Linked DNA regions of Danio rerio: all the other regions are linked to region 4. Evidence: chromatin contacts called from public Hi-C, HiCAR-type and HiChIP or PLAC-seq data. All regions are on one chromosome and are shown on one strand. The core of a region is the stretch at or near the end of the contact, and the rest is flanking DNA. Distances in the headings are between cores, read along the strand shown. Region 1 overlaps gli2a (GLI family zinc finger 2a). Region 2 holds the start of inhbb (inhibin subunit beta B). Region 3 holds the start of slc15a2 (solute carrier family 15 member 2). Region 4 holds the start of gli2a (GLI family zinc finger 2a).

Region 1 (7,321 bases), core at 1,067-3,566, 150 kb before region 4:
CCCCCAGTGGCTGCAGCATATTTCGCCTTAAGACTGTAGTGTTGAGCTGGTGTGAGATTTAGTAAACTTGGGAGCCCACCTGTACCACCACATTGGCTTGCTTCACTGGAACGACGTGACAGATCTGTGGAGATCGGGTCATAGGAGTCTGCTGAGCTGACATTGTTGTTGCGGACTCCAAATTGCGAAGCCTCACTTGAGCGACGACTGGAGTAGCAAGGTGAAATGCCAGAGGACCGACGGCTTATATATGCTGAGCTCATTGTGCTGGTGGAGCTATCTCTGCGCTCATGTAGCTGATTAAGCATTGTCATCTCATATGAAGACAAGTCTCCTAAATGCTGGGTTGGAGGTACAGACATTTGAGTCCCTATATTTGGAGCGTCCAGCAGTGAGTCTAAAACAAAGAGTAATGAGAGTAATGTTAATTTCTGAGAATGCAAACTTGAATCCCAACCACTAAAGCAGGGTTGTCCAGTCCTGTTCCTGGAGATCTACCTACCTGCAGAGTTCTGCTGAAACCTTGATTAAACACACTTGTCAGTAATTACCAAGCCTTTCTGTCAGATCCTACTTAGTTGGTTTAGTTGTGTTTGATTAGGATTAGAACCGAAATCTGCAGGAAGGTAGATCTCCAAGAACAGGATTGGGCATCACTACACTAAAGTTATAAATACTTACCAATAGAGGGTATTGGAGGCAGCTTGGTATTTCGGACTTGAGGTGGTGCATTTGCCCAGGAGCAGGAGTCTCGTACAGTTTTTAGTTTTTCCTTCTTGATGTGCTCAAGCTGTAGTAGTCCCGCCCTGTTTTTACGCAGCTGGAGACCAACTCCAGCAGAAGTACCTGGAGAACCGGTAGAATCGACTACAGGTGTGTCATCTAAAGCACTTAGGTCCCCCAAACTGCCTCCACTGTGCATGGCCATCTCTACTCCACTGTCATTGTTGGTGGCACTGCCAAGTGGCGATGGCTCACTGCTACATGACGACTGACCACCAGGGCTGGACTGATACATCTACAAAGAAAAATGAATGAGAAAATGTCAATTCCACTGAAATTTTCTCACTGAATCTCAGTAAATTTGCAGAGGTAAAGGGAGAGTTTACCCAAAAATGAAAACTGTCACCATTTACCCATCCTCCGCTTGTTTAAAATATGTTTGAGTTTATTTATTCTGTTGAACACTGATATATTGTTGAAAAAAATCATTGTAAGTGACTTCCGTAGTATTTTTTTGTAGATGTTAATGGCTGCTTTTTCTCAACATTCTTCAGAATATCTTGTTTTGTGTTCGCCAGACGAATGAAATACATAAAAATTTAGAACCACTTGAGTGTGAATAAATGGTGAGAAATATTTATTTTTGAGTGAACTATGCATTTAGGGTGAAAATAATCATGCAAAATGAAATTTTCTTGTTTTTCTTACTTGTAGCTATTAATTTCTAGCTCATTGTGCACCTACAGAGCTTACGCACATACTGAGGAACATATTTAAATATTCCTATGACACTTGAAACAGATTGGGCATTAAACATAATAATTTTTTAGTCCTACAAACAATGCGCTTTTAACAACAACCACAGGACACATACTGTTATAGCAGAAGCACTGTTGGCCTCTATCATAGCACTAGTTGTATTGTTAGATTGAATCTTTAGCAATTAATCCCACATTGACGTTGGGTTTCGAAAACACTTATATTGCCATGCATAAAAAGACACCAGTCCATGTTGCTCACCTCAGTACAGTCTGTCCATTATTTTCAAAGAGAAGCAAGTTAGTTGAGAAGAAAGGAAAGGGTTAGTGTATTAGATGAGGAAATGGTTAGTACATTAGTTTGAATTCTGCATTAAAAGCATTTTATAGTCTACACAATCTGCACATAAACAGGTTAAAGAGCATCATCAACTTAAAATAGCATCAGCACGGAACAGAATATGTTGCTTGACCACATAAAAGCTTTGTTGAATGGATTTGATAGACTTGAATGATTTTGATAGTTCAATAACATACACTACAACAATAACCAAAGGTATTCTGCTTCAGCTTCTCTCGCATTGAAGAAACTCCCCCAAAACAAAACAAAACTAGGAACTTGTGGTTACCGTTAATACCGATTCAAGTCAACAAATCTGACAGAACATCTCAACAGTGATGTAATCGCATGTTCAGAACAAAACAGCCTCTTCTTACCACTGTGTTTTCAGTCTTGATCGTCTTGACATGTTGGCAGTCCTCCACGCCTCTGGTGGTGCTGTTGGCCTCTCCTGACCCATCTGTTCTCCCCCTCACATGCTTTGTGTGGGCCTCATTTTCTCCATTCCCTTTAGGGGGGTGAGGTTTCGGCGGTGCATCGCCGCGCTGCTTCTTAGTGACATGTGCTTCTGGCCCGTGAACAGTCTTCACATGCTTCCTGAGTGAACTGGGGTCTGTATAACGTTTTGTGCAACCTGGGATCTTACACACATATGGTTTCTGCAAAGAAGTGACAGATAGCTTTCAGAGTGCAATCAAATCGGATTTAAATCAAATCTCTCGGTCCCAGTATCTACGAGATGGGAAGCAAAATGCACATCAGCAAACAGATGTTGAAAGCTCAAACCTCATTGGAGTGCGTGCGGTTCTGGTGCTTGGCCCGGTCTGAAGCGTTGGAAAAAGCCTTGTTGCAGCCCTCGTGCTCGCATACGTAAGGTTTCTCCCCTGTGTGGGACCTCAAGTGAGTTTTGAGATTTTCCAGTCGAGAATAAGCCTTCGAGCAACCTTCAAACTAGATGGCGGGAGTGAGAGAAACAGAAAAGACGTCACGTCGCTTCTCATCAATCTGAAGCCAAAATCAAACAACTTCATAAATGAAGCTCATAAAACCTGTCAAGAAGTGTCTGGGTTATGTTTCACACATAAAATGTAAAATACACAATTATACTTCACTTAAAACACAATGGACCCCTTTTTGAGACAGTTTCTTGGCAATATTTAAATCATAATAAAATCTATTTCTGAGACATTTCTCATCACTGTAATAAAAAAAGTATAACAATTAGGAAGGGGATGCTTGAAGGGGATGTGCATAAGGTGGCACATGTCACGAATATGAATGAGATTCTATGCACGCTTATGTCAAATTTATCTCAGTTCTGTCATTTTAAAGGTCCTGTAAAGTGCTTTTTTATTCGATGACAGAGTAGCTCATCCCCTTTTCAAAAAAGCAGCCAATAGCATGTTTTATCACCGCTTTGCCTGTGAGAGTGGTCGAGTTCAAGCACATCAAATGAAAAGCAAATGTGTTGAAGTTGGCGGGACATGTCAGATACTAGAGAGCATTTGATTGGTCAACATTTGATGAGGAAAAAAAAAAAACATTGATCCATTTAGGCGGAAAACTAAAAGCTTTACATGTTTATATCGGTTTTATATCTCCTATATGTGAATTTTGTTATTGTTTTGTATAACACTAGCTTATAGATTTCCTTGAAAACCAACATACTGATATTAACATCTAAAAATGTTATTTTAATTTCACTGGACCTTTAAATGCAATGATGACATCATTTGAGATGTCTTTATTATGACAACTTGACCAACAAAAAAAAAAAATCAAAAAGTCTTTGTCATGACAATCGGACATTATCAAGACAACTTAATAACACAAAACATGATTGTCATGAGACCAATTTAGTTTAGTTTTATAACACGTCTTGGCCTCAACTACAGTATCACTTTTTGAATTTGACATTAAGAGTGCTTTCACACCGAGACTTTTGTCGAGGAACCTGCCGTGTTTTCCCTGTTATCGCAGTTTGCTTGGCATATGTAAATCCAGCCATCGTGCTCGGATCCTTGCCAAAACAATCGGTCTGAGATCACCTGAATAAGGTGGTCTCGGCTTGATTGAAACGAACTCTGGAGCGGATCAATTGTAGTGAGAAAGCAAAGAGATAAAATGAACTGACGAACCTGGCTATATCACAGTATATAATGAATATGTAATAGCCATATAAGGCTATATGACGAGAGAACGATGAGTAGGGCGGGATGTCATACCTACCGGTAAATGTGCGTTTCATATCAAATACGAAAGTGAAAGCATGCTGAACCATCAATGAGAGCTGTTTATTGGTTAGAAAATGCATAATTCTAGCCAATGGCTATGTATGCGAAAGTTTTACATCTGATTTATATTTGGGGGTCTGTAGGTGTCACCATTCAAAATTAAAGTGCAGATTTTTGCTTATAATGTCTTATTGCTCATTGTCATAAATAAAAATAAGGATGCGTGACAGCTGAGCAGGACAAAGCAGTAAAATAAACCGTAAAACTCTAACCAATGTGAAGAGAGTTTACTCGCACGTGACTTGTTTTAGCTATTTTGGTCTCTTTAGAAACTTTGCAATGTGAAAGCGATTTGCACCAACAGCAAAGTGCAACAATTTTAATCTCCGATTCGAAACAAAACAATCGATATACAGGTGTGAATGCACCCTATAATGTCATACAATATAGATAAGGCTGCTACAGTGGCTGAGAGAGCTTGCCGTGCAGCAATTTAAGATAACACACACAAATACAAAAAACACCAGCAAATTACGAAAAGATTATCCCTAGTTTGACAGCACACCAGCTTCAAATCCTCACTATGCAAACACATTAAAAACGCGTCCCATTTCACCCATTACAAACATTAATAAAACAAGCTGCATTTCACACAACACAAAAAGAAAGAAACACAATGGAAATGTTTCAAGGGGACAACACCAACGTGACGAACGCCGCTGAAGATGTAGGAGATCTTTGAATAGTTTATTAGCCTATATAACCATACCCTCTATAACCAGGTCACACTGCAAAAAATTATTTTCTTACTTTGATTTCTTGTCTTGTTTCAAGTCCAAATATCTAAAAATTCTTGAATCAAGAAGAATTTTCTAGACAAGCAAAATAATCTTGTTTTTCCTCTTGGCATAAGATTATTTTGCTTACCCCATTGGCAGGTTATTTTGCTTGTTTTAAGGATAAACTCACTTAATTTTGACATATTATTCCTGAAAACAAGACCACATGTTTTGCTTGTCTAGAAAGTTCTTCTTGATTAAAGAATTTTTAGATATTTGGACTAGAAACAAGACAAGAAATCTAAGTAAGAAAATCCTTTTTTGCAGTGCACGTATTAGGGTCTCCTTGAAACATTTCTGTTATGTTGTGTGAAATGCAGTGCGTTTAATTAATGTTTGTGTTGTGACCAATTGCTGCGCGTTTCTTCAGTTGTTTGTGTTGTGAGAATTTGCAACATGTTGCAAAACGGTTCTTAATTTGCTGGTGTTTTTTGTAATTTCATGTGCTTTCTTAAATTGCAGCATGTTAAGCTTTCTCGGCCACCGTACGCTGCTGTAATACTGAAAATATGCTGAAATACTTTCAGGAAATTTTAAATGACAAATTCATTTTGTTACACTGAAAAAGTGGTCAAAAAACATTCATGACAATAATAACGGGTGAACTATTCCTTTAAGATAGCATCATGCCATCAGTTATTATGATCATTCTTCTGTTTAATGAATTACTGCAGTTTCTTATTCATAATAGTTTCACTTCTGCATAATCCACCAGCCACTGAGGAAAAACAGATCACAATAGATAAGCATGAAAAGTGCTAAACATCACAGGTGCCTCTGCATGAGTCTATAGGCTTTGTATAGATATATTTATACTGACGGTGTGTGTGTGTGTGTGTGGAAACTTCAGTAAAATTTAATAAAGGCCCATGGCGCCTTCCTCTCCTCAGACTTTAATTATATCTTCATCCTGTCAATCAGCACGCTCAGAAGTTCACTTTTTAATAGGATCTCATGCCACTAAACTTGACTTTGAGGCTGAAAACCAAAGACAGCAGATCAGCGTGCCTTCATGATGTTTTAAGATAACAAATGTAGCCAAGAAAAACGTGTCCTGTTTAAAATCAGGTGTTCTGTTAAAAGGCGAGACAAGCTGTAAAGCTCTTATTGTGGCTGTAGAAATAGATGCTTGCATGTAGGTGTGTGTTTTTATTTTTTAATAGGGAGAGGTGAGGTAATGTGTGTATTTAAGAGTAAAATGAAGCAGTGGTGTGTCACTTACTGTGCACTTATGGGGCTTCTCCCCAGTGTGTCGACGCATGTGGACCACAAGCATGTACTGGGCCTTGAAAGGCTTCTGTTCTCGAGAGCACTCCACCCATCGACACACAAACTCCTTCTTCTCTCCATGGATGTGGTCATTACTGATGTGCTGTAGGATGAGAAATGCACACGTCAACAACTTATTTCATTTCTTAACTCTTTGCTATTCAAGCTTACTGTACATTATCATTTTTGGTGTGGGTCTTTCAGTTCAGTGTGCCTCATCTTCATTTTAACAAGTCAATTAACTAGGCCAGTCATGATTATTAAATGTCTAATTGTGGTTATTTATTTAAATAACAGTTGTTTCAGACGATCATGGCTGATACGATTCCTGTATTAGCCACATAAACCAAAGTACAGAGCCAGTCCAACATGCGCATGCATTTTACTTTTACTTTCAAATTTGCAAGAGTGAGAGACTGGCCTGTGTTCGAAATTGCATACTTTGCTATCCTGTGATGCCACGCGAGAGAATTCACGAATGAGAGTGAAGCTATGCGACCGACGTGGGTAGGTCACGTGATAATGACAAATGGCGGATGTAGTACGTCAGAGTTCCATTCATACTACTTGCATTCATACTATATAGAACAGGGCAGGGCTGCGTCCGAAACCGCCTACTACTCAGTAGGTACTGCATTTGAATTTAAACATACTACTCGGCCGTTAGAAAAGTACGTTCTATACAGTATGAACGTGATAAGTATGAATGGAATTCGGACGTACTACATCCGCCATTTTGTCATGGTCACGTGACCTACCTGCGTCAATTGCGTCGCTTTACTCCCATTCATGAATTCGCTCGCGGGGCATCATGGGATAGAATAGCATGCATGAGATGCGCACTCTAGAATCTCGCCGGAAGTAGTAAGTCATCCGGGTACTTCTCGCATTCTGTTTTTCGAATTCTATGAATTCGGACATACTACTCGGCTCGCATACAGATTTTAGCATACTATATAGTATAGAAGTATGCGGTTTCGGATGCAGCCTTGGTCCTGGAGGGTTGGTGTTCTGCATAATTTAGCTGCAACACTAATCAAACACACCTGAACATGCTAATCAATGTCTTCAAGACTACTAGAAATCTATAGGCAGATGTGTGTGATTAGAGTTGGAGCTAAACTGTGCAGGACACAGGCCCTCCAGGAATGAGTTTGT
Region 2 (7,193 bases), core at 3,414-5,913, 180 kb after region 4:
GTTAAAAGCAATTATAGTCTTGAAAGCATGTATTCAGCCTTTAAGATGTAATAATAAACAAATTGTTGCAAATGTGCTTTGTAAAGAAGACATATTTTAATGAACAGAAATTAGTAGCCTAAAAATATATCGCCTTTTATTTACATGCATGCTAGCTGGTGAAGCTGATCCACCTGCGTAGCTTTTCGGGTTAAGCTGTTTGACCAAAAGAAATCTAGTTAAGCTAGTTGAGACACCTGGATGAGACCAGCATCTAAAAACACATGCTGATAACAAACAGTCATGTTTTTGTCAACAAGGCTGTCAAGACTAGTTTTGTAGGAACCCAACCCTTTATGTCCCACAGTGCAGAAACAGTCTGTGACACAGAATCAAGCCCTGAAGAAGTGTCGGGTGTGAACAAGTATGTCCTATGATGATAGGGAACATGTTCGCTGAACTGACTACTCCTTCGCTTCACCTTATTACCTTACTTTTTTATGCCCCCAGGATACAAATACACTTGTACGGCCATGTGCTCAAGTGGTTCAAAACCTGTCTCAACAGCTCCTGCTTAACGCGAATTGTCAACAGGTTAAGGCTTTGTCCAGTCTTCACTCTCCTGTGCAAATAGAGAGACAAGATGCTGTTGTGGCAGCATAACAAAACCCCATCTCTCTGCTCCATCAGAATTACTTCACAACCAACAAGTTTAAAATCGCTCTATATCCAAAACAAAACAACAACACAAATCCACACCACGTCCTAGGTATATTTTAACTGTCAAACAAGAGCAAGGGCAAGCAAACGTTTGAGTTCGTTTTGTTTCTGTTTCACTGAAGATTGCACTCATGCTTTAAATGCTTAATGCGAACTGCTTGTCGAAGATCAATAAGATCAAGACCATGGCATGCTGCCTGATTAGATTTTGACCGTCTGCCAATCAGATAGCGCTACAGCTCTAATTTCCTTGCTGGGATCAAATGTCAAAAAACAAAGATTTTCTAAAGAGATCAGTTTGGCTCTTTGACCTTATGGACACTGTGCCATGCTGAATAACGTCTAATAATGAAGTCTTAATACCCCACGTTGAACTGGACCTGAAGAGTTCAGCGAGTCCGAATGGTTACGGTGACAAATGAGAAGCGAGCATCTAGCGCTCCGCTCCTGTGGCTACGGGACACCAAATACTTCTGAAATGGCCCATAGGACAGTGTCAATAGAGCCCTGAAACTGGCAGCCATCCTCTCCTGTACCTTGGCAGCCCTCTTCTTATTGCTCTCCTAAAGCGTGGAGCGAGATCGGAGCCACCTTCTGGCTTGCAGTCATACCACATAACAGCAGGGTAGAGCATGCAACACGTGAGGCAACCCAATTGCCTGCAGCTGCAGTGATTTTACCATTGCATACCTCACACATTCCTCTTTTTGTACCTCTGAGCAGAATGGATCTAAGGTTGTCCTAATGCTATGCCCTGGCTGGCAGCCTTCACTTAAGGGGTTAGCGCCAGCTGGCCTTGAGGCAGATGGGGGTTCCGAGAGCCAGTTTCAAGATGCATTGCTGCTCGGTGGTTCAAAGGTGTCGTGAATAATAGGGGACACTGCAAAGAGGCCTGAGAGCTTTGATATTTGAAATGCATTTTCAGAGTAGGATATAAGAAGGCCATCCCCCCCACCCCTGCCTCTGTCACCCACAACGACTCAAATGTCTCATGCATTATTCTGAGTGATTTCTTTTGTTTTCTTTTGTTGTTTTTGTTCACAATGTTGACATATTGGGTTTAGCAAGAACGCACAGTACTCTCTCAATAATTGCCTTCTTTTGTTGCGCTGTCATGAGTGTGTTCAGATCCTTCTTATTGGAGCAAGAAGTTCGGATAATGTCCAAGCTAATTGTGCTGCACGGTGTGTGCGACAGGAAGATAAAGAAGCCAGTTTTACAAGCTTAAATGAGTGGTGTCAAACTGAGATATTGGAATGGTTATGATAAATGATTATAGTCTACATAAATTCTACTGTTATTCTTCTATTGATGTTAGTTTGCACATGCAAATTTTGTATTTGATCTAATAATGACATAAATTACATATATAATAAAGGTTAACTTTTTGACACTTAGCAGCAGAATGTAGCATACAAATTAGACCAAACCACAAATCTACAGCTGATAAACTGGCTCATAGAAAGAAATCCAATGCTTCATCACCTTGCCCTGGAACTAATGGGTAGTTGTGCTAGTTACAGGGTTTCCACCCTTGTTGACTAATGAATTTCCATGACTTGTTCAGGCATTCAGGGTTACTGCATAAGTATTTTTAAAATACTTACTACTTCAGTAAGAATGTATTGTAATAAATGTATGCTTCCTAAATAAAAGGTGTCTATTTTTATTACTTTTAACAAAAGTTTTTATGGCTATATTGTCTGTTAATAAGGCAAAAAGGCGTGAAACTGTTCTTGCCCTCTTATTAACAAATTATCTGTAATACTTTGATTGCCATGTTTTTGATGTTCTCTTGGCGTTCCCGTTCCTGGTCTAGTATTTTAATTGCCTCAACACCCACCTATCGCAGGTCATAATTTGACAGACTACTCATTATTTTCTGTCAGCATATCTATCTAATTGTATGTTTTGAGAGGGTCATGTATTCTAATTGCTCCGGTTACATCATAGAAGTTTTAGAAGATGAAGGATGCATGTCTCATTAACCCTCCAAAACTCACTGTAAAAAATCACAACACTTGTGTTGTAAAGCACTCCACTGTAATGTCATTTTAATTTGTTTACAGTAAGATTCTATACTGTAACGTCATGTAGCATAGCAACAACTTTTCCGTGGAAAAAGTGTACTTTTTTGGACTATTCCAAGCCAAGCTAAGTCAGCTGCCTTTGAGGTAGAATTGAAATGCATCATAATTAATATATCATAAAATATCATAGTTAATTGCTCTTTATGAGGGATAGATATACAGAGACCAACTGAATACTCTGTTTCTCTGGATTCACAAGATTTATTAGATCTGAGATCTGTATAAGATCTATGAACTTTTCCAAATTTCAAATAAAAATGTTGTCTTTTTAGAGCCTTATTTTCTGAAAATGATAATTGGTCAAAAAATTGTTTTGATTTAATAATATCTAATATCTAATAAAAATTAGCCCATTTGTGTGGTTTTGCTTTGAAGTGAATATACATGTCTGAATAATGCAATTGTGGCGTCCTTTTTGCTATTTTGAGCAACAAAAAAGTCTTTAAATGCTTATAATAGATTTGGAAGAAATTCTTCAGTCGTTTTCAGAATAAAACCAAAATGGCATTTTACTCAAACACAAAACAATATATTGTAAATACAGATAAATCAGTGAGTTATAATTACTTTTAGATGGTACCTCATACAAAGTCTATCACGTGTATATAGGTCCCATCTCTGTTAGGATGCTGTGTATGAAGGCATAGACGGGTTTTTGGAACAGACCCATGAGATGTCATGGCTTACTAAAGACCCACAACCAGGTCGCCATTTACTGACACCATTACTAATACTTTAAGGACAGATCATTTGACCTGTACTTTTAAATTGTATTATTTGCAAATGTGATAAATCCCGAAAACTTTAGTGGTTATTAGCCTCCACCCCTTAAAATATCCGCATGAATTCAAGATATTTAAATAATTAGATATGTTATAGATAAACGTTATATTATATAATTTGCAAGTGAATTAAACATTACAGATTGTCCCAAAATACGAGATGTGCTAAAATGTACGTTAATTATTATGTAACTAAAAAGGTATACACTCTGTCATGTAATAAGCTTTTCATACACACCTGATTCGGCAAAACTGATGATTTCCGACGTTTCTTCTTGCACCTCGTTGTGGGCAGCGTGTCCATCTAAGTTGGGGATCTCAACCCTGCCGTCCTCCCTAACTTTACCCGCGTGAAGTTTGCGCAGCGCCGTTACCATGGCGGCTTTGGGAATGGGATGAGTGATATTTGGTCTCTCTCTCATCTGCAGTCGGTTCAATATGTGCCTTTTAACCGCTTCCAGAAAGTCTGTGTCCATTCTCCCCGAATCTTCCTGATGCCCGAGTCCACAAGACACACACTGAGACTCCTGGGAGCCGGTCTCCGCTCCCAGACTACTACACTGAACCGAGAGCAGGCAAGCCATCAAACAGGTTACAGAGAGGATGGAAACGCTCATTTTCATAAATATCGTGTCCATACAACAAACAAATCAGTTCATGAACTCCTACAGTTAAAATAAACTATAAACAGGACTGAGTTGTACTTCCAGCAACCTCCTTTGACAGATGTCCGTTCATTATTAGGCTCGCGGTCATTTTTGTGAGACGTTCATAGAAAGAGTTCATAGTATCGTCCGGTAAACGCATTGATAATAGCGAAATCTTGTCGCGAAAATGTCAGTCCTCGAGTTAAAAAGCGCGAAAATGTCTCCTCATCATCAAGGTACAGGACTAACTGATGTGTGAAGAGTCAAAACAAACCGATTGCTATTCCTTTAAAATTCAGTGTGGTCAAAAACAAAATCTTGCTTGAAGAGAACGATTCACCGTTTGTCTGTCCACCGAATTCGAGTTGTTTCGTGCTCCTCTTCTTTTAGTAATGTAGTGTTGCGAGTTCTTGCGCGTTTCTTCAGCCTCAGGAGGGATGTTGTCCTTTGGTCTTTTCTCTCGTGTAATAATCACGACAATACAGCACCGCGCTGAAACTTTTTATACTTCAAACCACGTGGGACGCTCGACCAACTGGACGCCAGATATTATGAGCTCGAGCAGGTTAAAGAGCGCTCATGACCGCTGGATATCTCTGCGTGTGACACGTAACAGCATCGCACATCAACTTTTTTTTTCACTTGGAAAAGTAACGTTACAAGACTTTAGTGTTTGGCGTATAATGAGACAGAAATCCGCTTCTTTCGCACAACAGAACAATGCATTGAAGCACAATCTGTGTATCACTAGACTGACCTTTTAAGTCATTTTATGATGTGGTTATTACTATATGTTGTCATTATTTTAAGTTATAGTAATAAAAACGTATCGTTTGATGAAGATTATATTGTCACCCACATAGGAGTTACTGAAATATGTTTTCTAAATAATGCATAGCCTACGCGTTTTAAACTGCTGAAACATGTTTTAATACATTTTCTCAAGTGTGCATTTATTTTGTTTATCAATACAGCCGTTTATTTCTGTTTAATAGGGTTATGTATTGCTGATAGGAGAACTATAATGGTCATTTTTCTGTCGGTAATATAGCGCCATCTATTGTTTCATCGCTTTAACACAGTAAATAGAAAAGTTTTCTATACTGTACAAATAACTGCATATAAATATATTTACAGTTTGAATGCAAAAACCTTCTAAAATAAGCATTTTTCTCCGACTCCTGTGTGTAGGCTCAGTAATTGTACATAGTGCCAAATAAGTTTTCTTCATTACCTTAAAAGTGAAATAACTGACATAAAACATTAACTAAAATAAAAGAAAAAATTTTAGATGGCATTTAGAGGTTTTTACATTTGATTTCTTCATATACAGTTGAAGTCAGAATTATTAGCCCCCTGTATTATTAGCGCCCCTGTTTATTTTTTTCCTCAATTTCTGTTTAATGGAGGGAAGATTGTTTCAGCACATTCCTAAGCATAATAGTTTTAAAAACTTATTTCTAATAACAGATGTATTTTGTCTTTGTCATGATGACAGTAAATAATATTTTACTTGAAATTTTTCAAGACACTTCTATACAGCTTAAAGTGACATTTAAAAGCTTAACTAGGGTAATAAGGTGCACTAGGCAGGTTAGGGTAATTAGTCAAATTATTGTATGATGATGGTTTGTTCTGTAGACTATCCAAAAAAGAATTAGCTTAAAGGGGCTAATAATTTTGTCCCAAAAATGTTTTAAAAAAATTAATAACTACTTTTATTCTAGCCGAAATAAAACAAATAAGACTTTCTTCAGAAGAAAAAAATATTATCAGACATACTGTAAAAATGTCATTGCTCTGTTAAACATCATTTGGGAAATATTTAAAAAAGAAAATAAAAATCAAAAGGGGGCTAATAATTCTGACTTCAACTGTATATACAGTGTGTGTGTCTTTGTGTGTGTGTGTATATATAGACCATTTTGAGGGATGTAAAGAAAAACAATGGTCTCTATATATTTCCTGTTTTACATTTTTAATTTAATTGATATCCTCCACGAGAAAAAAAAGAGTCACATATCAATAAATAATGTTATGATAGCTGTTTTAACTTTAAATTATGGTTCCCTCTTGTTACAATTATATAGTTTAATAAAAAGCAGGAAATGCTTATGGGCCATCATTTTAAACTGTAGCCTATCAATTTTAATGTGATTTTGTATTCATTTTGAGTTTTTTTTTCTTATGTATTTTTATGGATTTTGAGTAGTTTATTTTTAAAATCTTTATACAAAATAATTATATATTTAAAAAAATATAAGTGGTATTTAAAAAAGTGTTATTTTATAATAACATAATTTATTTTTCATATAGAGCTTTTAAAAGTAGCATCTCAAGGAACTTTACAGACATAAAATGTGCAGCAGTAAAAGACACAAGGATGAATGCAAAAAAGTAATAATAAAAAATAAGTAAAAACACAAAAAAATAATAGTCATAGATTTTGTAATTATTAGAATGCTAAAATGTGTAAAATTGTGTTTAGGTATATTATCATGCTTACACTTTTTTATTTGAATCTTACCATATTATTTTATTAAATAATGTATTGTTTATAATAAATGCTTGAAATTTATTTGAAATGTGGGGCGTCATGGTAGAGCAGTGGATAGCACGATTTCCTCACAGCAAGAAGGTCTCTGGTCAGTTAGAGCCTCAGCTGGGTCAGTTGGCATTCCTGTGTAGAGTTTGCATGTTCTCCCTGTGTTCGTGTGGGTTTCCTCCGGGTGCTCCGGTTTCCCCCACAGTCCAAAGACATGCGCAAAGGTGAATTGAATAAGCTAAATTGGTCGTAGTGTATGAGTGTGAATGCAAGAGTGCATAGGTGTTTCCCAGTGTTGGGTTGCGGCTAGAAGGGCATCCGCTACGTAAAACATAAAACATGTGCTGGATAAGTTGGTGGTTCATTCCGCGGCACCAACCCCAGATTAATAAAGGGACTAAGTCGAAAAGGAAATGAATGAATAAATATT
Region 3 (7,478 bases), core at 4,352-6,851, 180 kb before region 4:
ATTCCCTTGCTGTAAATGCAAGCACTCCCATTTTTTTTCTGCAACCTTGTTACGCACGCATCCTGAATGTTTACAAACTGGTAATTCGTCTATCCTTTGCACCTACAGAGTCAGTGAAGACCACAGACACATACATAACGAAATGCAGAGGGTTTTTTTCTCCCATTAAGCATGCGGTATGAAATTCCATTAAAACAACACTCTTTCAGCAGTTTATACTTCGAGATCTCATTTGTCACAGGGGCACGCATGAAATGTTCCTGAATTAAAGTTATAGTGCAAAACTGCTGTTTAAGTCGACAAACTTAAAACGAAACGAAATTAGATGAAACTCCAGAGGACATGTGGATAGCATAGTGATGCAATGATGATAATCGATCTATGTGCTATAACATGGAAAACGGGATCATGAAAGGAACATTCAAAAAGCAACTCATGTAAGCATCATAATCATAATATTGCCTTATTCAGATTAAGGCAAATAATTTGATTACTGATGTCCATGTAAACATAGTCATTGTCGTTCAGTGACTTGCCTAAACCTAATTTGTTGACTAAATTAACCTAGTTAAGCTTTAAATTGCACTTAAAGTTCAATATTAGTATCTTACAAAATAACTAGTAAATATTATCATGGTAAAGACAAAAGAAATGAGTCAATAAAACTACAGATTGGATCTATCCTGACAAAATTTTCTCCGTTAAACCGCACTTTGGAACTAATTGAAAAAGAAATACAATTGTATCAGAGAACTAATTATTCTGCCTTTAACTTTGTTAAAATGTATTTAAATAATTTTAGAGCTATTGTATGAGCATGTCCCATCTAGTTTCCACATTCCACTTTTCACACAGCATTCATGGTACAGTGAATGACATTCGCTAATGTGCTATGATAACATACTGGGATTTCTGAATAAATGGCTATGAGTGTGCTAAACATACATGCTTACTGAGGACAGCTGGTTTCACAAACACAATCCATGAGGAATTTCAGAGTATTTCAAAATTCCTTCTATCCTTCAACGTAAAATTCTCAGAAAACTAAAGACCCTCACCTAAGGCGATGACCATTAAAGCTGCAGGAACTCCAAAGGCCAGGGCGTAGCAGTCTCCTCCAAAACACTGCACATCACCTATAAACAATGCATTTAATCATGTAATTGACATGATAATGACACTTTATGACTGCCATAAACTTCCATTGCTTTAAAGAAGTGATTGTAGCTTTGTCTTGAGACTGACCTCTTAGTATTGGTGTGATAATAGTGGATAAGACACTTCCAGCGTTGATTGACATGTAAAAGATGGAGAAGAATTTTCTCCGCTCGTCTATCTGAATAAGAAAGAGCAAAATAAAGAAGTTAGATAGGTCACACTTTATTTTGATGGTCTGTTTGTTTAATTAAAGTTACATTGTGTCTACATGCCAACTAATTCCCATTAGATTATAAGTAAACTGTTAGGTTGAGGTTAGGGTAAGTGTAAGTTGACATGTACTTGCAAAGTTTCTTATAGTCAGTTAAATGTCTGTTGAATGTCTGTATAAACAGATATTCAGCAGACAGTCTACTATTACTCAAATGGACCATCAAAATAAGTGTTACCGTTAGATATGTTAAAGGAATTGTTAAATTCCAAAGGTATGTGTATATTAGCCTCAACTGTATCTGAAACCAATTATATCTAAATAGTATCCACTCTTTTAGATGTAATACAAATTAGAAAATTGTGTAACATCTTGTTTTCCTTTTCTGTGAATATGCATTTCAGTTGTACAGCAATTTGCTGGTTTTACTGTGCTCTGCTGTAAATAAATTACTTTACAGCAACAGTTTATCTAAAAATGCAAATCATTTACTCACCCTGCACTTGAGTGTTTAGTTTTCCTTTGCATACAAGAGATGATGTTTTGGAAAAAAATATTGGTAACCCGACAGTTTACTATACCTACTGACTTCCACGGAGCTTTCCAACTATGGAGTTCAGTGCGTAGCACATATAAACTGTTTGGTCACCCACATTCTTCAATATATCTTCTTTATGTTCAGCATAAGAAAACTTATAGGTTTGGAATAATATGAGCGCGAGTATATTTTCATTCAGGGGAACTTACACTTAATTTTTTAAGATACAGAATTAAAATAAAATATTCAGCATTTTACATGTGTAAACCCTGCCATTGCAATTGACTGAATGAATTGTATTGACTTACATTGTCTTCATCAAACTGGTCACCACCAAAAGCTGCAACGCAGGGTTTGATCCCTCCTGTCCCTAATGCTATGAGGCCCAGACCAACCATTGACAGAGCTCTATGAGGAAACAACAAAAAAGCATGTATCTGCCCAATGGGCTATATAGACAGCTAGTGTTTTTCAGCCAATGATGAACTTCTGGTAATGGTTTATGTGACTATTTTCGGTTTCATACAGTTCCTTTTACTACACGGATGTTGTAATGCAGGGGTCATCAATCTCGATCCTGGAGGGCCGGTGTCCCTGCAGGGTTTAGCTCCAACTTGCCTCAACACACCTGCCTGGATGTTTCAAGTACACCTAGTAAGAACTTGATTAGCTAGTTCAGGTGTGTTTGATTAGGGTTGGAGCTAAAATTGAAAATCAATTGAAAATACTGGGGTAAAATTAATTAATAATAATAATTAATTTTCATATTTTAAAGACATGGTGTGGAAAAATAGAATTTAATGCAGTGCTTCTTGTTTGGTCTGATACCCACTTTTTTGTTTTTTAAAAATCAGATTTTGTATGGGATGACAATCCAACCGGAACCCTGGGGCTGGCTGGCTGGCTGACTGGAATTAAAAGTCTGTGTGTATTTACCCTATTGCATTTCTAAAATGGAAATATTTTTCACTTGAAATACATTTACTATAAAACCTCACAGTATCAAGCTACCGTAATGCACACCTTAACTAGCATCAAAAGAAGCTTACATATGAACAGTGCTGTCCCCCACATCAGGAATGGCCCCGACAGACTTGACCACATGGCCAATCACATACACAATAGATAGATAGATGATGGTTCTGCAAAAAAATAAAAATAAAGTAAAAAAATAAAATAAATAAATAAATAAATAAATAAATAAATAAAGCATCAGTCTTCTCATATTTTTCCTTTTAAAGGGATAGTTAATTACCTATCATCTTTAACTAACTCTTTCAAAAACAGATTAGGAATAAAAAAGAAAATATTTGGAAGCAAGCTGGAAACATTTAACCACTGATTTTTACACTATTTGTTTTTACTACTATGCATGTGAATTGTTACAGGTTTCCACCATTCAAAATATCTTCTTTTGTGTTCAACAGAGAAAAAAAAAGTTTTCGAACAAGTAAAATGGGAATAAATTATGACAGAATTTTCTTTTTTTTGCTACCCCTTTAAGAACAATACTTACTTGAACTTCCCCAACCATGAGTCTGCTATCAAGGCCCCCAGAAGTGGAGTGAAGTAACACAGGCCCGAGAATGCATGGTAAATAGCTGTAGACAGATTCTTGTCCCAATGCAGGTAGTTCATGAAGTAAAGCGTCAGCACCGCTTAAAAAAAGAAGATCCATATATTAATACAACATTAACAGACTCATGTCAGATTACACAGATCAACAACTGGTCAATAAAATGCAACTGAATTCTCTCATCATAAGTAACAAAGTTCAGATACACTGTAAAAAAATGAAAAATATTAATTTTGCAATTTAATTTTGTATTAAAGTCATGGAACAATGCGTTTTTCTTTTTTTATATGTATGCACTTAGTATTACATTTAAGTATGTTTATTTGGCATAAAATATAATACAGCTAGCATTACACAAATAAAAATTAAAAACTGGAAATCAACTGCAAAGGACAGACATTCCACTAAATCAAGATCGACCTTTAACCTAAAAGACAATTTCAGACCACATACAAGTTTATACAGTATATAATGCTTTTAAATGCCTTTTTCATTACCTTTCATTCCATAGTAAGAGAATCTTTCACAGAACTCATTGACCACAATGAAGGCAATGCTAACTGGGTAGTTAGTCCCACATAATTTCTGTGCACAAAAAAAAACAAATAGACATGTACAGTTTTTGTTGAAATAATCATTTTTTTCCCCATTCAATACAAATGTTAGTTTTAAAAGGTACTACAAGTCATACATTTACAAGTACTCAGGACAAAGATTCCACAAGTGACAAAATGGTCAAATGCTTTGTTTCTGTAATACTGTGTGTCATATAACATCAGCTATATTTTATAACAACAATTAGGTCAAGAGGAGAAATGTATGTTTTACATATCATGGTGAACTAAAGCCGGTAATTAAAACAACAACAAGCAATTGTTAATTTAAAACATTGTTTACAATTTACAATAATTTAATTAAACTATTATCAGAAAAAAGACAAATGTGAATGCATATATATTTCTATATGCATACAATTATGTAAGATCGTAATCTTAATATAATTCTTATTAATATAAACATATACCTATAAAATGCCTTAAACTATGAAAGCTAAATATTATCTGAAATGAAAACAATGCAATGTCCAATATTATTTTAAAACTGGCATTTTATTCTTACATTTATTCTAACATTTTATTGGCATTTATTCATTAATATGAAAATTCTTACATAAAATCACAAACTGATTTCAATAAATAATAATAAATCAATCTTGAGTAATCGGTTATATATTTTTAATTAAAAAAAATAATAATAACAACAATTTTTTTTTATATATATATACTCTGTTTACACCATAAAATTATAGCCTTACTTTATGTCATCTAACATTTGAACATTCACAATATTCTACTCCGGGCCTAACTGTTCTGTCTTTAGCAAATACCCCATATTTCACAACGTTTATTGCACTTTCCAATAAAAAAAGTTGAACTCACCGGTGAGCGCTGTGCTTTTTCATATTTCTCTGCATCAACATCTTTGTCTAAAACAGTTAAAATGAGACAATAAGAGAGAATTAGTTAATACAAAAGTTTATTTTGGAATTCGGTAAATTTCAATATAAACTCAATATTGTCGACCATAATTCATCACTATATCTGTGTCTACAGCCAGCTTCACTCTAGCCAACAGAAACCAGCAGCGCAACTATATTTGTTTAGGCAGTTGGTTGAAAAGCCCCTGCCTCACTGCACGCAAGTCTGTAAGGAACTCAACAACATTGTTTTTCCCACAGGCGCCACAGTTTACAATCTTGTCGAACTCATCGCTTATTTTGCAGTACATCAAATTTTGCTGTTGACATTATTAAAAACGTGACATGTGCGCGTCGTAGAAATAGTTTAAACCTTAACATTGACCCTCACAACAGTTGTATACATTGAAAACGTTGCATAAAAAGTCGATTTGTGCCAAAATGTAAAAAAACAGACACGTCCAGCAGACAATTTAACGATTGAGAAGACAGAAACACTGCAACATAAAATAATAGCAACTGATGCATAAAAACAGTTACCCTTCATTTTCCCCATCTCTTCAATGAATCCAAGTGTGTACTTGGACACTCAACGAGTGGATTCCTGAACACGCGGCCAAGTCCGTCCCTCCACAGAGACTAAAAAGTCGTCCGCCTCACGCTTATGTTAAAGCTGCTGCTAAACTTTCCCAGGTTAATATATTACTTCATGACAAAGAATAGCAATCCCAGACCGGGCGGGTCGAAGTGACACGAGACCCGAAACACATGCATCAGATTATACGGTTTATGCGGGAGCTTCCTACTCCTAAACTGTTAATATATAACGCGCTGCAGATGTCAATTAGCAAAGGACAAGTTTTGACTTCGGTATAATTCCAATCAAATGTATTTTCGCCGAGTTGTATTTCAGTCTTTTTGGGTTGTTATTGTGATAAAAGTGCCCTAAACCCGTGCAGCTCTCACTTCCCTCTGCAACAGGCGGAGTCATTCAGCATCTAACGGAACTACTGGTGGTCAGATAAAGTAAATAACGGTTACTTCAGCTCAGGGGACCAAACTTTTTTCTTATGAAATGCCAAGAGCCAACCTTGAACAAGACATGGTAATTTCCTAATTTAATAATGTTTACAAATGAGGGCATCATGGTGGCACAGTGGGTAGCATAATCGCCTCACAGCAAGAAGGTCGCCGGTTCAAGCCCCAGCTGGGCCAGTTGGCATTTCTGTGTGGAGTTTGCATGTTCTCCCTGTGTTAGTATGGATTTCCTCTGGATGCTCTGGTTTCCCCCAAAGGCATGCGTTATAGGGGAATTGAATAAGCTAAACTGGCATAGTGTATGTGTGTGAAAGAGTGTGTATGGGTGTTTCCCAATGTTGTGTTGCGGCTGGAAGGGGATCCGCTGCGTAAAACTTATGCTGGATAAGTTGGCGGTTAATTCTGCTGTGGCGACACCTGGTTAATAAAGGGACAAAGGCGAAAAAAAAAAATGAATTTTTACAAATGTCTAAAAATCATACTTTATATTGTCTAATACAGTATTTTATTTTTCACATTTTATAATGTAAATAAACATTTTTAATTTCTTACAGTAAAAAACTAAATAATCTCATTTATAACAGAATTACAGTAGTTTTTGCCTTGATATGCTCATGTCTTCGCATAGTCCTTTATCCGTCGAGTGACAGTATTTACATTTTATATAATTCAGATTCAACATTTAATTGAAACATTTGATTTCATTTTTATTTTTTTTTTGTAGCTCAGCAATAAAACAAACAAAAAAGTTACATTAAATTAGAAATGATGATCTCTGTGTTAAAGACAGCACAGAGTTTTCTCAACCCTCTCCATCATACTCGCTCTCCTCAGGTGGGATTGTGAGCCAAATAAAAGGTTACAATGGGCCAATTTTGGCCTGCGGACACTACTTTGGGCATTTTTAGCTTATTGCTAATTGTTCATCAGTTAAAATGTTTCGCAAATGAGGATGAGTTATTAAGAAGAAAACAATCAAATAATTAACTTATGAGAGGACAATAAAATTGAAACATCGTTACAAAAACTTCCTCAACAGCTAAATGTTGTTCTTTTATTCATCTAATCATTATGAAAAAAAAAACATATGGTTTACACAAATTAATAAGGATATTATTATTAAGGTACTATTTCTTGAGCACTAAACCAATATATTAGAATGACTCCTAAACTGGCTGCTTAACTGATGCACCATTACAGAAATGCATTATTTTAATATATACATTCCCAGTCAAAAGTTTGGGGTCTGTAGGTTTTTAAATGTTTTAAAATAAGCTTATCCTGCTCACCAAGGCTGCATTTATTTGATCGAAAACACAGTACAAATTGTAAAATTGTGAAATGTTGTTGCACTATAAAAAAAACTGTTAAAAAGTAGTTTATTGATTATAGTAGTTTAGTGATTTTAAAGATTAATTTTCAGCTTTATTACTCCAGTCTTCAGAGTCACATGATCCTTCAGAAATCACTCTTATAATTA
Region 4 (6,885 bases), core at 1,856-4,355:
TAATTTACACATTTATACAGTGAGGACTATACAGTGTTGTCTTACATATGATTACAAAATATTTGTTCCTGCATGCTGTTTGAAAAGCCCATTTTGAAAATGTATATTTTATCCATTTCTCAGTGAATAGGCAATGCATTTTGGTCCATTTAAAAAAAAAAAGATTTATTAAACAGATATAGTCATTAAAATAACATTAGTCACCAAACATATTTAGAAATAGAAACATAAGACAATTAAATTCAAGAAAAATTTTCAAAAAATAAATTACAACCTACAAAGCTCAACTAAAATGTTCAACGTTTTTGCTTCTCTTGATTTTTTGTCTTTTTTTATTTGTTTTTAATATTTCTCTATAACATAAATTTGGGTGTGCTAGTTTTTGGACCGTTATCGTAAGTTATTTTGTTAGATAAGCTCCAGATTTGGTTTCAGTACTGACTAATCTAAGGTATATGCGCAAATATAATAGTGTATAGCTTCCTATTAAAAACGTGAATTTAAAAGATAGATATGTGAGGGGTGTATTTATATGTGCTGAGCACTGTACATGATGGAAATGTCATCATCAAATAAGTATGAGCATAATGCATGCAGCCTGATTTTTGTAACCACTGTTTTTTGCACTATAAAAATCCCTGAGGCGGGGTGTTGTTTCAGCTGTAAAAGAAACTGATGAGATGCAACAAGAACAACAGAACACGACTGAAGACAAAACAATGGACACTCACCATGACAATTGCACGTGTGAGGGTGTTAAAAGCTACCTGCTGCAACTGTAGGTTTTATTGCTCAAAATTTGAAGAGAAAAAAAAACACTCACAAAAAAGGGATGAATCTTTTTTAGTGAGGATGTGTGAAGCATGTTTTGAATAAGTAAAAAAAGACATGAGTAAAAAATAAAGCATACTTTGGGGTGTAAGATAAGCAGATTAAAAAAAAAAAAAAACACTAACAAGATATCACAATAACTGCATTTAAATACTCAAAAACCTTATAATGATTTAAAAAGTAAATTATATTGTATTTTTAATATAGGAAACTCATTTTAAAAAGTAATTGCATTGTCTTGTCTTGTCCTTGTCTAATGCATGTGCAATGTCATTCAAGGTCCCCCTTTATGAGTGTTTGTTAAAATCTCCCGCGGAATTCCAAGGCTGAGCGGCCATGATTTAGGCAGCAGGACAAGAGGGAAATGTGTGAAAATGTGCAAAGCAGCAGGAAAGGAAGATGAAAGTGACACGGTCGACCCATGTTTCAGAAGCTGATGACCGTAGCCCAAACCAGGCTGAATAATCTGAATAGGCCATCATTTTTTTCTTCTTTTTGAATCCTTTCACTCGCTCTGCCTCTGACTGCTGGCGCTTCTCATTCTACACAATGGGAAATTCACTAAGACCTTTTATTCTTATGCTAATGCTCTCAACTGGGCATCACATTAAATTTAACACATGCACACACTTTTCTGTTTTTCAGGAAAACAAGGCACACTCTTGGCGCACTTTTTTTAGCCAATCCTTTAAACACACAAAACTAAATTTACATAATAGTTTAGATTTACTACAAGATTTTATATAGAGTTACTGACAAGTAGTTGTTTGAGCTTTTTTTTTTTTTAACAGAAAAACCAAAGAAAAGCCCAGAAAACATAACACTATCTCTAATTAGTTAAACTGCTTTTAGTAAAATTAAAGACATGCATATTTAAAAAAAAAACTTGGGAACTTTTCAGCTTAGTTGTACAAACTGTGCCCTTTTACATTTACATATCGACAATCTTTAAAGGTAACCAGACTGTTATTCAATTCAAAATAGTTTTTTTTCCTGTACAACCATTAAATTATTTTCATGAAGCAGGTTAACAAGACGATTTTGTCAGCGTTCTACAATGATGTGTAATACTTTCCCACATAGCCAACGATTCTTGTGAACCGGTTCTTTTGGGAAGAACCGGTTCTTTTTGGGCGCGAAAAGAGTGGACTGATTGCTGATGGAATGACTCTTCTGAGTCGGTTCTTTTAAGTGATTCAAAAGCATACAACGCGATACTTGAGGTTTGATGTGAATGAGTCGTTTACTGAAAGAATCTAAATCACTTTTTTGAACTACAAGCTATTTCTTCTTTTTAAGTGTAGAATATAAACTGTTAATAAGTTATGTTTAGGAAACTTAACAGTAGTTTCTACGTGAATGCTCGTATGCCGCGATAAATAAACACATTGCGTTTTGTTGAAGCGGTAAAATCTGAACAACAGAAAAGTCTATAAACATTCCTTTAACAGTCTTATTTCATATATGTTGAGGATTAAAATGATCGCCATTAAGCAAAATACTGATGAGAACAAGATAAACAACTATTCAGCTATTTCTTTAGTAAAATACTAACGTTAAACGAATCTTTACCAGCTCCAAATGGACAGGAATCGCTAAGCGGAATTCGAATCAGAAACAGACTCGCCAGAATCTTTACGACTCACATCCCTACCTGGGACACTTGAGAAAAGTTTGAAATTGTCAAAAATCCCAAAGTATATACCACAAAGTGATGAAAAGTGATGTACAACAACAACTTTTCGTCGGCATGAACTTTGTCACATTCCTATACTAACGCGCTAACGTTAATGTCGCGGCAAATGAAACAATTGAACAATATAAATGAATAGTTAATACTGTCCTCCAATGGAGGATCGTGCACACTGTGGACAGTAGAGCTAAAAGTATATAAGAACAAAAGAAACGTAGAGCATTTACCTTCTTGGATGATGTAAAGTTCGTCAGTTGCTCAGTTGTCCAGCGTGCATCCGAAAAACAGCGAAATTGTGCTCAAAACAAAACTGCAGAAAGTGGCTTGGACTCTGTCACGAAACTCCATCAGCGATTTATTCGGAATCAAAGCAACGGCGTTCATGAAAAACTACATCACTCGCGGACGACGAAGCGCTACAGTTGCATCTCGCAAACTTTGACGATCCATCACACACGATACTTCAAAAGACTGTAGTTACTCACATTAAAAAGTAATTTAGCAGTCAACACTGCAGAAATTCACCCCAAGCAAGTTTGTGAAGTCGACAGTTGTGATGTGCGGTGGGAGATCTGTTGGCGTGATTTGTTTTCAATCCGATCTGCCCTCCTCTGTCTCCAGTCTCCACTTCTCCCCCCAGTTCTCTGAGTTTGGGCCACTCTCTTCACCAGATGGGCCGGGTTACATCAAACCAAAGGTAGTCGAGGCTTAAGAAGAGTTTGTTTTCAAGTTTCACTGGAGATTTGCTAAACCGTTGCTTGAGTACGGTTAATGTGGTTGTAAATAAATCTAAGAACAGCTTTGTTGAGATAACAGCTGGTAAACTAGAAATAGTGGGTTATTGCAAATTTAAAACATTTTTTTTCTTTATAGATTCAGCACCATTTTAAGTCAAGACATTTTTTAACTAAAGGCTATTACTTTTTGAAAGACTTCACTAAACATAAATAATAAGTTGTGGAAAACTTGTGATTTATTTTATTAAATTTAAAATCTTTTTTTATGATTATTTAAATTAAATAAATATTTTTGATTTATTAATTTAACATTTCTTTCAGCAAATGTATGTGATAGCCTACTGCAGTTTATTTGAATTAGGGTAAATTATAAGATTATTCAATCAGACAAACTAAAAACCCTTAAAGTTTTATGGTTTGTAAGTTATGCAGTCCAGCATTGCAGATCAGAAAATCTAACCACACTGCCAGTGATCCAGATGAAAAACAGTTTAAACTACTGCCAATGATAAGAGATTAAAAACAATATAACAGTTAAAACTACCACACTGCTAATGTTAGAGATGATAAACAATATAACAGTTTAAGAGATGATAAACAATATAACAGTTTAAGAGATGATAAATAATATAACAGTTTAAACTACCACACTGTCAATGTTAGAGATAATAAACAATATAGCTAATCGTTTAAACAAGCCTATTGCTGGATTTAGCTGCCAGCTGGTTCAAGACGGTCTCCCTGCCCATGCTGGTATAATGCTCACGTGGTTTAGCTGAGAGGTCAACTGGTTTTCAACCAATAAAACCATCAGTCTGGTTTAAATGTTTTTTTTTTTTTCAGAAAATGTTTTTTTTTTTTCAAACGATAAACACAATACAACGACATCTAGTGGAAAAAGGGGGTAAGAACCAATCATAAAGTTCTAAATAAAATAAAAATATTCCAAAAATCTTTTTCACTATTAAAAAACTTGATGGGTGTCAGTGAATGCTAGGTAAAAACTATATTCTTATAAGTCCATTGGATTTTGTGTGAATTTTTTTTATGTTGAATGAATGAATTGATCAATTAATGGGTCTATCTAGCAGCTAATTTAAGATAAATCTGACTCTATACTTTTTAAACAGCTATATATCCATAGGCCTATGAATTACAAGCAGTTCTGATTTCATGTATCTATATATTCATTTTCCTTCGGCTTAGTCCCTTTGTTCATCAGGGGTCACAACAGCGGAATGAACCGCCAACTTATCAATGTCCTTCCATCTGCAACCCAGCACTTGGAAACACCATGCATTCAGACACATACACTAAGGCCAATTTAGTTTTGTTTGGATTGTGGGGGAAACCGGGGCACCTGGAGGAAACCCACACCTCGGGGAGAACATGCAGACTCCACACAGAATCGACAACTGACCCAGCCAGGGCTCAAACCAGCGACCTTCTTGTTGTGAGACGACAGTGCTAACCCCTGAGCATCATGCTGCTCCTATATATTCATATATTTGTAAATATAAATATTTTATAAATTATACAAATATCTGTAATTAATTTGTACAGGTAAAACGGTAAAAAATGCACATATTGCACATAAATCTATATGTGTGCAAATATAACTTCTTCTTGTATTAGGATAACAAACACTCTTTCTACACCAGAGATGCCCAAACTAGGGCCCAAAGGCTATTTTTTAGCCCTCCATCCCATCTGAGAAGAGTGGGAGAATAATGGGGAATTTTGTGACTTAACAGAGATTGTCATTTTTAATTCAACATAGCTTTTGTTTTTTAACTGTTGATCTACAAAAAAGCAAACTGAAATTTTTTTCAATTAAATGTTTTGATCGAATCAGATGAAAAAAATAAATAAATAAATACAGTCATTTGATGGATAGCGACCATTGCAGAAGATACCTTCAGCAAGCTAATCAAGGCAAAATGTATTTTTGTGTGTTATAAATGGGATTATGTTTTTTATTGTCAGATGTTCATTATAAAATGTAAAAAAAATGTAATCATTAATACAATTAAAGTATTTTAAATGTAATAAATTATAGTAATAATTAAATTACAGATTAACTAAACTAGCCTGCTTTACTGTAATATGGTACAAAAATCATTAAAGTATTTAATGTAAATTATTATAGTATTTGTTTCTAATGTGGGTGTACTAGTACTACTGAAAGACATTTGGTAGGAGGCTATGCTGAATGGACAGATGGATGGACAGATGAATGGACATTCCGGTGTGGATTGCTACACCGGAATGAACCACCAACTATTCCAGCATATGTTTTACGCAGCGGATGCCCTTCCAGCTGCAACCCAGTTCTGGGAAACATCCATACACACTCATTCACACACATACACTGCAGCCAGTTTAGTTTATTCAATTCACCTGTACCGCATGTCTTTGGACTGTGGGGGAAACCAGAGCACCCAGAGGAAACCCACGCGAACACGTTGAGAACATGCAAACTTCACAGAGAAATGCCAACTGACACAGCGGGGAATCGAACCAGCAACATTCTTGCTATGAGACGACAATTCTAACCACTGAGTCACTGTGTCACCCCCACATGAAACAATATTACAATAATGGATGTATTACAGCAAACTGCATACTCAAGGTTTTACAACAGTAAACTGTGGTGTATTGTAATATAATATACCCTATAGTTGTAGACTCCTATATTGGGTAATTCGTTTGTATTTCTATAGTTGTGTTACCATATGACCTCAACAGATTAAATCACTCACTTAATGGTTAAAAACACTACAGTATTTACTTTAAATTTCTATTGTTTTTTTCTGTACTGAATGTACTTCTCTACTGAAATGCATGCAGGCTGCCTTAAAAAAAATTAAATGGAGGCATTCTCGAGTAGGTATAGTCCGGTATATGTTTCTGCCAACCCCCCAACTTTGTTTAAAACAATATATTTAATTGTTCATACTCTGCTGTATTCAAAAGCACAGATTTCTTTAAAGCACAAAAAAGCACATAAAAAAACTTACATATACCTAGGAGCGGTGTATATATATAGAAAAAAAAATTGCGGTTGATGCTAGTTCCATATATTGTCTCGCATAACCCCAAACATGTATCTTTTTATACATCTCTGTCATACAGGGTTTTGAATTAGATATTGTCTCTTGATACTGTCTACTGCAAAGACATTTTGTACATTGTACATTATGATAGAAGCTTTAAAGTATAAATCATTAATTTAAAATAAAAAATCAGGGATGCCCCAAATGGATTCTTGAAATTGATTAACATTGTCTCTTTCTCTGACTGTACCTTCTGTCTGTGCTAAAAATCAACCAAATGCCAATGCTGATAACGCCATCTAGTGGTATATAATATACCTTAGATTCAGTCCAGATGTTCAGACATACTATAACAACCTATTGATTGATTCTTTCATAAATTCATTTATTCAGTCATTCATTTTCCTTCAGTTTGGTCCCTTTATTCATCAGGGCTCACCACAGCGGAATTAACCGCCAACTTATCCGGCATATGTTTTACACAGCGGATGCCCTTCCAGCTGCAATCCAGTAATGGAAAACATCCATACTCATTCACACACATACACTACTACAGCCAGTTTAATTA

The links. Hi-C and Micro-C count contacts between places; a contact is called where the count stands out from the background. HiCAR-type assays count read pairs that join an accessible place to other places. HiChIP or PLAC-seq counts read pairs in DNA pulled down with a chosen protein or histone mark.
Region 1: an H3K4me3 HiChIP or PLAC-seq map of gastrula embryo shows a contact between it and region 4, with 3 times the contacts expected there. The contact joins the enhancer-like site here to the promoter of gli2a in region 4. A contact is called at or near these places in 4 of 18 Hi-C or Micro-C datasets (embryo, fibroblasts and an unstated tissue) and 3 of 4 datasets of contacts at active chromatin or transcription factors (caudal fin, embryo and gastrula embryo).
Region 2: a HiCAR-type map of caudal fin shows a contact between it and region 4, with 10 times the contacts expected there. The contact joins the promoter of inhbb here to the promoter of gli2a in region 4. A contact is called at or near these places in 10 of 18 Hi-C or Micro-C datasets (caudal fin, embryo, fibroblasts and 3 more) and 3 of 4 datasets of contacts at active chromatin or transcription factors (caudal fin, embryo and gastrula embryo).
Region 3: a contact with region 4 is called in a Hi-C map of hematopoietic stem cells, with 2.4 times the contacts expected there. The contact joins the promoter of slc15a2 here to the promoter of gli2a in region 4. A contact is called at or near these places in 8 of 18 Hi-C or Micro-C datasets (caudal fin, embryo, fibroblasts and 3 more) and 3 of 4 datasets of contacts at active chromatin or transcription factors (caudal fin, embryo and gastrula embryo).

Annotation. Positions count from the first base shown.
Region 1 is chr9:38,997,271-39,004,591 of GRCz12tu, reverse strand. It overlaps gli2a (GLI family zinc finger 2a), which reads right to left. Exons shown (of 14, transcript NM_130967.1): 10 at 6,117-6,266; 11 at 2,608-2,772; 12 at 2,199-2,480; 13 at 682-1,018; 14 at 1-397. Among named protein-coding and RNA genes, the nearest start is that of slc15a2, 30 kb to the left of the region's middle. Within about 2 kb of position 2,316, at least 5 of the 62 cell types and tissues checked have an H3K27ac peak or open chromatin away from gene starts, as enhancers often do.
Region 2 is chr9:38,674,675-38,681,867 of GRCz12tu, reverse strand. inhbb (inhibin subunit beta B) reads right to left here and starts at 4,663. Exons shown (of 2, transcript NM_131068.2): 1 at 3,810-4,663. The coding sequence starts at 4,209.
Region 3 is chr9:39,029,128-39,036,605 of GRCz12tu, reverse strand. It overlaps slc15a2 (solute carrier family 15 member 2), which reads right to left and starts at 5,601. Exons shown (of 23, transcript NM_001039828.1): 1 at 5,501-5,601; 2 at 4,923-4,969; 3 at 3,981-4,068; 4 at 3,424-3,565; 5 at 2,957-3,049; 6 at 2,216-2,315; 7 at 1,246-1,336; 8 at 1,059-1,136. The coding sequence starts at 5,516.
Region 4 is chr9:38,848,508-38,855,392 of GRCz12tu, reverse strand. gli2a (GLI family zinc finger 2a) reads right to left here and starts at 3,105. Exons shown (of 14, transcript NM_130967.1): 1 at 2,752-3,105.